Regions from separate parts of the Sus scrofa genome. Here regions 1 and 2 are each linked to region 3. A link is a contact called in public Hi-C data. All regions are on one chromosome and are shown on one strand. The core of a region is the stretch at or near the end of the contact, and the rest is flanking DNA. Distances in the headings are between cores, read along the strand shown. Region 1 holds the start of PAK4 (serine/threonine-protein kinase PAK 4). Region 2 holds the start of LOC100521972 (zinc finger protein 546). Region 3 holds the start of SELENOV (selenoprotein V).

Region 1 (3,932 bases), core at 193-2,692, 290 kb after region 3:
GAACACCCGACTCTGTCCAGGGTACCGCCCCAGGACCCCCGCCAGAAGCCTGTCAGACTCCCTCGGACTCTGGGCCACCCACAAACACCCCATCCCACAGGCCCAGGGGAGCCTCTCCTCCCAGATCACACCCCTCCATGGAGGCCAAAGAGACAGCCCTGCCCAGCCCAGCCCCCTGCTTCCAGGAACAGACCTTCAGCAAGCTACGATGTGGTGACTAGGGCCAGGAGCTCTGGGGTCATTCAAGATTCAGCTTGGAATCTGCTTCTGTCACTCAGTAGAAACTCTTTGAGCCTCACTTTGTCTGTCTGTAAAGTGGGTCCATCTGGTACCCACTTCACAAGATTATGGTATAAGTCCGGGCACACAGGGCGCTGAGTACAATGTTAACTCTCATTAAGCATCAACCAACATCATGAGAATCTGAGAGCCTGCGGAGCCTACAACTCTGAACCCCGAGTTCAAATCTGAGCTGCACCACTTACTCATGAGAAGACCCTGGGCAAATCACTTAACCTCTTAATAATGGCACCAAGCCCATAAGGTTGTGTTCACGATCAAAGGTAATGTAAAGCATTTAGAACAGAGCCTGACACACAGTAAGTGCTCTAGGAGTGTTTGCTCTTATTTTCATCATCTGTGGGAGGAGGGCTTTCTCCTCTTCCCCTCCCCCGCCCCCCCCCGCCCCCGCAGGAAGCACCCTTGACCTTGTTCTTGAATGTCCTACCCCTCCTCTTCAGCAACACGTCCCACCTGGGTTTTAACTTCTGACCCCTGAGAACATCACCTGTCGGGCCACCAGGTTCTGATCTTTGCCCCCTTTGGTCAGGCCCCACTTTTGATCCCATACAGATGTCCCCCAACCTAAATCTCATTCATTTGCTCCACTAGCTGCTGCCCTAAACCTCCAACTCTCAGACCCTCGCAGGCACATCCTCCCTTCAAATTGACCCCCATTTTTTTAGACATTCGCCCCCCTGCCCCTCCAACACGCTCCTACTTCAAATTTCCAATTTTGCACCCCTTCGCCACGCCCCCTTTGCTACCACGACCTCTGACCTACTCTACACCTCCCCCCTGTTCAACGTAGACCCGCGACCCACCCACGACGCGACCCTTTCCTTCGCGAGTCAACTTTGACCCCAGCGGCCCCGCCCCCTATTCCCGTAAACGCTCTCCCACCGCCATCGCCGGACCCCCCCCACGTCGCCTGGCCAGATCGCTTATCCTACCGGCTCGGCACCGCAGTCGCTCGCGGCCTAGCTGCTCGGCCCGGAACTTGGCGCGCTCACGCCGCCCTCAGCTCTCTTGCGCCGCCGCCACCACGGCCACTGCTGCCGCCATGTTGAATCCCCAACGAACATCCGGGGCTTTCCCCCCTCGCCGCCCACCAGTCCCCATAGCAACGGGGCTGACCGGCCCGGGGCAGGGCCGGCTCAGGGGCGGAGCTGGGTGCCCGGCAGGGTCCGCTCCAGCCTCTGATTGGTGAAGATCGTCCAATCGGAAACCTTAGGGAGGAAAATGCCAAGCCGGGATTGGAAAATTTGGAAAGGGTGCGGGGAGGCTGGCTCCAGCCGGCTGAGATTCTTAAAGGGGAAAATGGTTAGGCGCCTGCAACAGTCCTTCCCACCTTCTCTCAAAAGCAGTCATGGGGGGTAGAAGGCAGGCATGGGTGATTATGGCCAGAAACAGCTTTTGAACTTTTACTATGTGCCAGACACCCCGTCAAGTGCTTTACTTGCATTATCTTGCTGAATACTCGTCACAACCCTGTTATTAATATCCGTTTTACAGATTAAAAACTGAGGTTCAGCGGGGCGAACTAGCTCAGTTGGGATCATAGTCAATAAATAGTGAGTTTGGACGACCTTTGTCTGTCTGAGTCCGGGAACTTGACCTGGAACCAGGACACTGATTGATCTTAATCTTTTTAATAAGTTTTTTCAAAAGTATTTATTTGATTTGTTGGAGTTCCCGTCGTGGCTCAGTGGTTAACGAATCCGATTAGGAACCCTGAGGTTGCGGGTTCGATCTCTGGCCTTGCTCAGTGGGTTAAGTATCTGGCCTTGCTGTGAGCTGTGCTGTAGGTTACAGTTGCTGTTCGGATCCCACGTTGCTGTGACTCTAGTAGGGCGGCATCTACAGCTTCGATTCGACTCCTAGCCTGGGAACCTCCATATGCCGCGGAGGGGCCCTAGAAATGGCAAAAAGACGAAAAAAAAAAAAAAAAAAGAAGTAATTGATTTGTTTAAAAAAAAAAAAAAAAAAAAGGAGGGGGAGGAGGATGGGAAACCCCCGTAAACTAAACATTTTTTTCCTGGATTTCACTCACTGGTCTCCAGCCACTTTGCTAAAAAAAAATCAAGTACTCATCTACCTCAAGGTCATTGCATTGACTATTCCTTTTGTTGGGCATAGACTCTCCCCCCTGGTACCTTCATGGCTCCGTCCCTTCTCTTCTTCAGGGTTTTACTCAAATGTCACCTTATCAGTGGGACTGTTCCTGCCCACCCTGACTAAAGCAGCCAAAGTCCCTCTCACATGCTACTAAACCACTTACCTTCTCTGCTTTTTCTTATTTTTTGTTCCTCTTATCACGTTCTAACAGGCTAGATGATTAGCTAATCATAGTTATTGTTTTTCTCCTGCTGGAATGTCAGCTCCATGAGAGCATGGATTTTTGTCTGTTTTGTTCACTGTGGGCTGCCCATTTGTTGAATGGATGGTTGGATGAGGTGTAAAGCCACTTTTTCAGAGATACTCTTAAATGTTTAGTGCATCTTCCCTGCCCTAGCACAGTGTCTAGCGCATGGTGGGCATTTAATTAACATCTGTAGCAGCAATGAATGAGTGACTGTGTAATGAGGTTTTTTTGTTTTTTTGTTTGTTTGTTTGTTTTGGCCACCCAGTGGCATATGGAGTTCTGGAGTTCCAGGGCCAGGGATCAAATCTGAGTCACAGCAACATCGGCTCCTTAACCCACGATGCCGGGGATCAAACCTGTGTCTAAGTGCTCCCAAGATGCCCATGATCCCTTTGTGCCATAGTGGGAACTCCAATGAGTTTTTTTTTTTAAACCTATACCTTTATCTACTGTTTTTTGTTTGTTTGGTTTTGGTTTTTTTCTCCCTGTTTTGGCATATCCAAGGCATAAGTAGTCTCTGAGCTGGGGATCAGATCCCAGCCTCAGTTGCCTAGGCCATAGCTGCGGCAATGCCAGACTCTTAACCCACTGTGCTGGACCTGGGATCCAACCTGTGTCCCAGGCTCCAGAAATGCCACCAGATCTTGTTGAGCCACATCAGGAACTTTATCTAAGTTTTTTTTAAAAAACTGGTATTGGAAACACACATTTATAAGGAATTTTGTATCTTTTAAACACAAGATTATAAATATCACCAGTATCTTTCCGTATCGTTAAATATTCTCCAAGAACATTCATTTTAATGGCTGCATAAGATGCCATTCTACCAGTGAACAGCAATGTGTTTGAACCATTCTTTCTTGCTGCACATCCAAACGCTGATAAATATTTTGCTGTTATAAATGAGTCACATACACCCCTATCCAAGTGGCTAAATATTTGTGCACATCTCTAATTATTTCCTTTGAACAGATTATCACAAATGGTACAGCTGGGTCAAAGGAAATGTACGTCTTTAAGCTTTAATAATAGTAACGATTCCCAGGCTTCAAACATTTCTATGCACCGATGCATGGTGCTAAGCCGGGTAAGTTAAACAGCAGGGGCTGTGGTTATTCCTGCTTTGCAGAGGAGGAAACTGAGGCTTACAGAAGTAACTTCATTTGCTTAAAATCACACACTGGACTCATCCCCCGCTTTGACGCCCAGGCATGGCGCTCGCTAACTGCCCTCTGCTGCCTCCCCATGGCCTGGGACACACATTGCCAAATTGCGCTGCAGGGATTCG
Region 2 (4,541 bases), core at 1,815-4,314, 260 kb before region 3:
AAGATGTAAAATTATGGGAGGAATGATAATGTAATTAATAACACAGACTCTGCTGTCAGATTTCCAAAATGTGAATTCTAGTCTAACAGCTACCAACTTCTCAGTTTATTGGTAAACAGGATAAGAAAATCACTGTGTCCTACAGTTGTCATGAAGATTGGGATGTTACATAGACACCATTTAATGACATTATAATTACGAAATAAAAGTTAGTATTATTATGTAACGTACTTCATTCTACTGTTATTAGATGAAATTCTTTGCTACTTTTTTTTTGCTTTTGGGGGCCATTCCTGCAGCACATGGAGGTTCCCAGGCTAGGGGTTGAATTGGAGCTGCAGCTGCCGCCACAGCCACAGCAATGCAGGATCTAAGCTGCGTCTTCGACCCACACCAAAGCTCACTGCAATGCAGGATCCTTAACCCACTGAGTGAGACCAGGGATCAGCCCGCATCCTCATGGATACATCCACTCAGCCACAATGGGAACTCCCTACTTTCTTTTTTCATAGTAAAATTTGAGTCTCATGCCCACTCTTTTTTATAATGACATTGCACATATTTTAAAGCCAAGGCTTGGATGTGAAATTAGTTTTAACTAACGATACTAACAAACAGATTTTCAGAAATCTAACCAAGAAATCTCTCCTTGTATTTGCAGCTATAAAGAGGAGACACATTCTTTGACATAAACCTAAGAAAAAGAATGTAATAAGACATTAAATGCAGTACCGGAGGTTCAGTCTTTTCCTTCTGTCTTATGTAAAGATTCACATGAATATTTATAGTTATTACATCTTATTTTGTTTCCTACTATTATAAATCTGTCTTCCAAAATGTTATTTGCATTAAAAGATTCTTGGACAGGAAAAGTGATTGCCATGTCCTGTGAAAACAAACTTAAAAATCTAAAAAAAAGTATCCTGAAGGGCTACCTTATTTGATAAATTGTGCTATCTGAATTGCTCTTAATTAATTTAGGTAACACTAAACTGTGGGAATTTGGTGCTGTAAGTACTTGGAAAGTTTATCACTCTAGAGGGGGTCACTGGCACTTTCCTCTTCTTCCATATTCATGGAGGTAAAAGAAACCTATGGTTTGGATTCATAGAGTTAACGTTTTCTAATGGGAGTTGAGTCTATGTCCTTTGAGTGCTCAAGTAGAACAGTTTCTATTCTGCACACAAACACATACACACCACACATATACAGGTGCAGAAAAATGTGCTAAAATAAACCTCCCCAAATATTACTGGTGATGCTATTTTAACTTTCTTTTTTATAAGTCCCTCATGACCTTCTTAGCACAGTGGGCAGTGCATCAATCTCATATAAGTCTCTCATGTAATATAACTGAATAACTGATTGTTTTTTTCAAAAAGCAAGCATTAATTCCATAATCTTATGTATACAATCTATACCCAATTTTTTTTTAAATCTTAGAAGCAATTCTGTTTGACATGTGTGGGAATAGTAAGGGAATCAGTGTGACCATTTTAAATAAAGCCTACCAATTCTTGAACATTCTTCATTACAATAAGATCTTTTTACTGACAAGTTCTTCCCTGAATGGACATGTCAGGTGAGGGGAGTGTGTAGACTAAATAAGAAAATATGGGCAAAACAGAACAGGTTTTGGTTCTCTTTCTCCACTGAATAATCTATTGAAATACTGCTTTGGGAGTTTCCGCTGTGGTGCAGTGGGTTAAGAATCAAACTGCAGCAACTCGGGTCGCTGCGTTGGCGCACAGGTTCCCTCCTCAGCCCAGCACAGTGAGTTAAGGGATCCTGCATTGCCAGAGGTGTGGCAGTGGTGCCAGTTGCAGCTGGGATTCAGTCCCTGGCCCAGGAACTTCCATATGCTGTGGGATCGGCCACAAAAAATATATATATCACTGGATATAACCCTTGTAAAATGTCTCTGAATCTCAATAATAATAAATGGCACTCATAAAATTTGAGCATTATTGTTCATCACAATGACTATTTCTTTACTCATATTGTTCATTTTTCTTTTGACAACCTTTCTTTCTTCTTTTTTCTTTTTTAAGAGCACACCCATGGCACTGGACACTTCAGAAAAAAATGCAAATATTTCCATGTACTAAAAGCAAAAATGCATTTATGAACAAAGAGGAAGTAGAAACTCACCTGATCTGTACTTTCAATGTGCAACAATTTTCCCTTTCTCCCCAGGATCCCCTTGTGAAGAATGGCAGAACTGGATAAGAAGGAAATCGGGAGACACCAGGCCTTTCTTAGAGCTGAGACAGAGAAGGGACCCTCTAGGGCCACATCAGCACTCACCTCACACATACGGACCGGATGGGAGAAGGAGGCTGGAACTTGTCTTTGAAATCACAGCAGCTTCCTAGAATCCGAGGTATGGGAATGCTGCGGTTCCTGAAAAATGTAGCAGCAACCGCAGCGCCTGAAGTAGGAACGCTTCCCATCATTTCATCCCAGGAATCTGTCTCCGAGACAATTCTAGCTTCAATAGCCCCATCCTTTGTCCAGGACTGTGCCTTCTTGCTGGGAAACTTCCTCCTAGGGCCTTCATCTTATTGGACTTTCCTCTTGAGGACAGCTCTGTGCCGACACCCAGGGCTGTGAGGGGAGGGTGGGGAAAGCAGCAGGAGTGTGGGTCCGTGACGCTCACCACTGAGGCAAGCACCAGTATCAGACTGACAACCGCGCACGCCGACAGGAGCCCCGATTCGGTCCTGCTAAGTGTGGGTGTGCAGGCGCGCGCAAACACACACACGCACTACACACAGCCTATCACACTCAGACACACGATCCTCCTCTGCTCCTCCAGCCCCCACAGGCCCGAGGCTGCAAACACAATGGGCCCGGGGCTCCACACTTTGGGGGCAGCTCCACTCCCACCCCTACCCCAGGTGAGTCCCGCTCCGCCTCGCCTGGCTCCCACTTCTCCCCAGGATTCCATTAACTCACCTGCGGTGGCTGAGCCACCCAGAACGCCCGGTTGAGGGCCCTCAGGGTCCAAGTTTACGCCTCCCCTGGGGCTTCTGGGAAATGTAGTCCACAGCCGGAAGGCGATGTGCTCGGGCTTTGAGTGCGCAGGCGTATGTGCGCCGCGCGGATCTGGCGTCTCTGGTCGCCCCGCGGAGACCGCTGACCAGCGTTGTAAGCCGAGCGACCTCCCGACGGGAGCGGTCCGGCAGGTGCGAGCCTCTCGGGACCCTCAGAGTGCTGCGCCGCCGAGTGCAGCCGTGGGTGCAGCCCTGAGGCCAAGCGCGTAGGGACGGATTCTGTCGGTTTCTTCCCTGAGGTAGTCTGGGCGCCTGGTGCACAGGTGTGTGGCCCATCGTACCTGGCTTCGTGAGCCTGTGTGTGTGTGTGTGTGCCCCGCTGTGAGGGCTTCGGCACCTACTGCGCGTCTGGCTGAGAGTGAGCTGTGTCCCTGCATGTAACTCTTTGGGGAAGGGACGGTGTGCGCCTGAAGCGGCATTCGAGGGTGATTCGTACCTGAGCATGGCGGGGAGTGGCGCGGCGGGGACTGTGGGCGTGCGGGGCTGTGACCGGGTGATGTGTGTGTGTGTGTGTGTGTGTGTGTGTGTGTGTGTGTGTGAGGGGCTGGGTGTGCGGGGCGCTGTGTGACTGCGGCAGTTGAGTGGCGGGTGCAAGCGGGGCTATGTGAAACGTGGGTGTGTGATCTACATATGTGCTGACTGGGTGTGTGTGACCGTGTGCAGCCACAGACAGATTATAAAGACAATATGTTGCATCTTCTTGCAGCATCAGCTGTTATTTCAAGATTTGGAGCAAAGATTTGCGATTTATCTGTCGAATAATTTTGCCTTTTTGTATAGAATCACATGAAGTTTTTTCATAGACAAAAACACAAACTGTGGGAACTTCTACAAATTTTTAAAAATTATTATCTTTTCATCATAGCCAGTTTACAGTGTTCTGTCAATTTTCTACTGTACACCGAGGTGACCCAGTCACACGTACATATATACATCCCGTTTCTCACATTTTCATGCTCCATCATAACATGGGAACTTTTTTAAAATTTGAGGGAATTCTTTCTACCCTTCTGTGCTGTTAGGAGTGTCTGGCAGATAAATTTGAGAATCTCAGACTGAGGAGATAGCTTTATGCCTAGAAAGGCACTGTGCCATAGAATCATGAGTGGGCAGTTAGAGTCTGATGCTAACACATTTGTCCCTTTCTCTTCCCTTCCCTTTGTGAGCAGTTCAGCCCTAAAGCCATAGGATGGGCTTTAGAGCGGGTCTTGGCGCCAGAGCAGGGTGAGGAGGGTGTTGAGGCAGGGAGTAGCTAGGTGCTGACTGAAGGGCTTATTAGGGGTAATGCAAATGGTTACACCCTCTGGTATGGGAGTGTTAACCTGAGCAGCAGCATAAGGAGGGCATCCACACTGGAGGAATGCCCTACAGGGGACTTCAGAGCTCAGGCTGGGTGAGGAAGGCTGTGGCTACCTGTGGAGCCCAAGTGGGGGTGTTGGAGACGCTGATATTGGTTGAATAGGAGAGTGGATGTCAGAACCCAAG
Region 3 (4,088 bases), core at 342-2,841:
GGTCACAGATGTGGCTCAGATCTGATGTTGCTGAGGCTGTGGTGTAGGCCAGCAGCTACAGCTCTGATTAGACCCCTAGCCTGGGAACCTCCATATGCTGTGGGTGCGGCCCTAAAAAGACACAAAGCAAAAAGAAAAAAGAAAAAGAAAAGAAGAGAAAGAGGAGGGAGATGAGGAATCAGGGAGAAGAAGAAAGAGACACACACACGGTGGGGGAAGGAAAAGAGTGAGTTAGAGAGAGGCAGAGAACAGGAGAGAACTGGGACTGGAGGGGAAGGCAGGGCCCCCTCCCAGCCACTTTCAGCCCTGCTCTCTGGGAGGTCAAGGCTGGCCCCTGGGGTTGCTGTTGTTGACACAAAGGTTCAACTCTAGGACCCCACATACCGAGGACTAAAGTCACCCTCCTTCAGCCTCTGCACAGCACTGTTCCCCCCCCCACCCCCAATTTTGACTCCCCTACTCCTCCCCACCCTCCCCACACCACTAAGTAGCCTCCTCACTGAGACTTAGCGGCAGAAGCGCCACCTGGGGGTGGGGAAGGCTGTCCCGGACACTCAGTCTCTGGAGTTGACCCCTTGTCCTCGTAGGGAGGCTCTGCTCACACTCCAGTCCCAGCAAGAGAGTGGATGACTGAATCCAGAGCTCTCTGGTCCAAGGAGAGTGAGTGGCAGGTGGAGCTACCCCACCCCCGCCCCCGCCCCCGCAGCCCTGTCCCCAAGGGAGGAAGCGGGCGTGGGCGGGGACAGCCCCTCACCAGTAGACGACTCGAATCAGGATCTTGTTGTCCACTTGGATGTTCTCGCTGGTGGAGGCCAATGCGTTCGTAGAAACCGGTAAGGCGACGGCCAATGGGATGGTCGCCAGGATGGGCGTCCCTGGGACATGTCCAGAAGTGGAATCTGTCAGCTTGGTGGTGGATGAGTCGGTCCCAGCCCCCGGCGTGGACTCCAGTAAATTAGTGGCCAACGGAGAAAGCGCAGGAAGGGGCTCCTGGACGGGAACGAATCCATTGGCGACCAGTGGGAGGTGCTTCGCCCTCGGGGTTGGCGTAGGATCCTCATCAGGCGACAAAGTGAGTTCGGGATCAGGTTCCAGGGGCGGATCCAAAGAAGGCAGGGCTGGGTTCGGGAGGGATTCCAAAGCAGGGACCAGGACCTGAGATAGGGTCGGCGTTGGGATCCCGACCGTGGTCGGCACCCGGACCGGGGTCGGCACCTGGACCGGAGTCGGGGTCCGAACCGGCGTTGGGGTCCGGACCGGAGTCGGGGTCCGAACCGGTGTTGGGGTCCGGACCGGAGTTGGCGTCCGGACGGGGGTCAGGGTCCGAACAGGGGTCGGGGTCCGGACAGGAGTTGGCGTCCGTACTGGAGTCGGGGTCCGGATCGGACCCGGACCCGAGGCCGGGACCAGATTGGGAGTCCGGACCAGGAGGGAGGTCCTGGCCAGGGTCGAACCCCTGGCCGGAGTCGAGGCCCGGACTGAGGCCAAGGGTCGCAGCGAGGCCGAGGGCCGGACAGGGGAGGGGGCTGGGGCCCGTGCCGGGTTATTCATGGGGGCCAGGGTCGGACCCCAGGTAACCCGGGTTGGGATCCCGCCTGACCCCCCTGCCTTGGGCCGCGGGGGCCTCATCTGCACAGGATTCTGAAATGGGAGGCGACCACAATGGGGCGCTGTTACACCGGGTTCCATGCGGCAGGCAGGTTCTATCAACCTGAGCAGGGGATGGAGGGGGGGGATGGGGCTGAGATCACGGGGATCTCGCCAGTAATTCCCATCTCTGGAATCCCCACCTCCAGGGTGGAGAACACACAGACTGCCAATGTCCCTAACCTTCATGCGTTCACTATATGTTTGAGTGGCTGCTGTGTGCACAGTCCTATGCTGGGTGATTCCGGGGACACAGCAGGCAGGAAAGCTCAGGTCCAGTGATCAGGCTCCCTGCCAGGTAGGGGAGATCTAGCCATTACCAAACAATGACGGCCCAGTAAGGTCAAGGCCAGGGTGGAGGAGGCCCAAGCAAAGGGATTAGAGACGGGTGAGGAAGCACAGGGACTTGTGGGATCCCAGAAGAGGCATCAGAACCAGTCTGGGGCAATCAGAGAGGGCTTCCTAGAGGAAGGGACAACCGAGAGACCCAAAGAAAATAATACTCACACATTTTACACTCATAGAGTGCTAAGTGCTACACATGTGCCCACAGCCAGCAAGTGGCAGAACCAGGATTTAGATCCCGGCTCTCAGGCTCCGGGTTCCTGGCACAGAACCACTCCGCCAAGGGCTCTAACACACTGTGGGTTCCTCCAGGGTGAGAACTTGTCTGGTTCACTGCTGAATCCCCAGCTCCTAGAACCAGTCCTGGCACACAGTAGGCACTCGATAAATATAAATATATTTTTATTTTGAAACAGTTTTAAAATGAGAAGTTGGGAAAGCCATACAGAGAATTCCTGTGTAACTTTCACTCTGCTTTCCCCAGTAACTGACACCAAACCCAAGTTCGTTCTGCTGGAAACTCTACAGGCCAAAAACCCAGAGATAAATTGTTGGGGCAAGGAATAACGACTTCAATGGGAAAGCTAACAGACCGAGAAGATGGCAGACTAGTGTCTCCAAAAAACCTATCTTCTCAATCTGAATTCATGCTCCGTTTATACAGAGGAAGGGGAGGGGCCAGTGGTCACTCACAGTGGCTTGTTTGGGGAAGGGCCCACTGCAATGCCAACCAATGGCAGAGCAGGAACGCCAAGGGTCACTCACCAACGGTTGCCTGCTTACATAACAAAACATCTTATGTAACCACAGTACATTGTCAAAACCAAATGGTCCAATACTATTAGGTCAGTACAGACCTGATGCAGATTCGTGGAAGGGGTTCGAGCAGAGAAATACCGCCCACTGTGCTTCTCAACACCCAAGAGCCCCTCCTATGTTAACCCTTGGGCCTGGGTCCAAAAAACCAGGACCAAGAAAGACCCTGGGAGTTTCTGCTGTGGCGCAACAGTGTCTCTGCAGCACCAGGACACAGGTTCCATCCCTGGCCCAGCACAGTGGGTTACAGGATCCAGCGTTGCTACAGCTTCTATGTAAATCACAGCTGCGGCTGGGATCTGATCCTGGGATCAGATCTGGCCTGGAAACTCTACATGCTTCAAGGCAGCCAAAAAAGAGAAAAGAAAGAGAGAAAGAGAGTTCCCATCCTGGCTCAGGGGAAACAAATCCGACTAGGAACCATGAGGTTGCGGGTTCGATCCCTGGCCTCGCTCAGTGGATTAAGGATCTGGCACTGCCATGAGCTGTGGTGTAGGTTGCAGATTCAGCTCGAATCTGGCGTTGCTGTGGCTGTGGCGTAGGCCGACAGCTGTAGCTCCAATTAGACTGGGAACCTCCATATGCCGCAGATAGGGCCCGAACAAGACAAAAGACAAAGGAAAAAAAAAAAAAAAAGAAAGGGAGAAAGGAGGAAAGGAGGGGAAAGAAGAGAAAAGGAGGGAGGGAAGGAAAGAAGAAAGACACTGAGGAGTTCCCCCTGTGGCACAGTGGATTACTGACCCAGCTAATTTCCATGGCACTGCCAGGTCCATCCACATTTTGCTATAGATGTAGCTCAGATTCAGTCCCAGGCCTGGGAACTTCCATATGCCACAGGTGCAGTCAAAAAAGGAAAAAGAAAAGAGAAAAAAAAGAAAGGCACTGAATTCTGTGTGACTCTAGGCAAGCCTCTGCTCCTCTCTGGGCTTCAGTTTGCTCCTCTGCGAAATGAACTTGAAATGGGCTTTCCTCTTACAGCATAATATCGAGAACTAAGATTTACTGAGCATCTGTTATATGCCAGCCCTAGCCTCTGTTATAAAAAACTTTGTACTGGAGTTCCCTGATGGCTCGGCAGGTTAAGGATCTGGCATCATCGCTGCCGTGGTGGAGGTTCAATCCCTGGCCCCAGGAACTTCTCCATGCCATAAGCGTGGCCAAAAAATAAATGCTTTTTAAGAGTTGTAAGCTTGCTTCAAGAGCCCTGCATGCTCAAAAGAGAATTAGTTTTTGTTTTTTGTTTTTTTTGTCTTTTTGCCTTTTCTAGGGCCGCTTCCGCG

The links. Hi-C and Micro-C count contacts between places; a contact is called where the count stands out from the background.
Region 1: a Hi-C map of liver shows a contact between it and region 3, with 4 times the contacts expected there. The contact joins the promoter of PAK4 here to the promoter of SELENOV in region 3. A contact is called at or near these places in 2 of 47 Hi-C or Micro-C datasets (liver and mesenteric adipose tissue).
Region 2: a Hi-C map of liver shows a contact between it and region 3, with 5 times the contacts expected there. The contact joins the promoter of LOC100521972 here to the promoter of SELENOV in region 3. A contact is called at or near these places in 2 of 47 Hi-C or Micro-C datasets (embryonic fibroblasts and liver).

Annotation. Positions count from the first base shown.
Region 1 is chr6:47,867,114-47,871,045 of Sscrofa11.1, reverse strand. It overlaps PAK4 (serine/threonine-protein kinase PAK 4), which reads right to left and starts at 1,442. Exons shown (of 10, transcript XM_005664597.3): 1 at 1,233-1,442.
Region 2 is chr6:48,417,240-48,421,780 of Sscrofa11.1, reverse strand. LOC100521972 (zinc finger protein 546) reads right to left here and starts at 3,064. Exons shown (of 5, transcript XM_021094380.1): 1 at 2,959-3,064; 2 at 2,308-2,607. The coding sequence starts at 2,316.
Region 3 is chr6:48,159,931-48,164,018 of Sscrofa11.1, reverse strand. It overlaps SELENOV (selenoprotein V), which reads right to left and starts at 1,591. Exons shown (of 6, transcript NM_001166045.1): 1 at 755-1,591. The coding sequence starts at 1,551.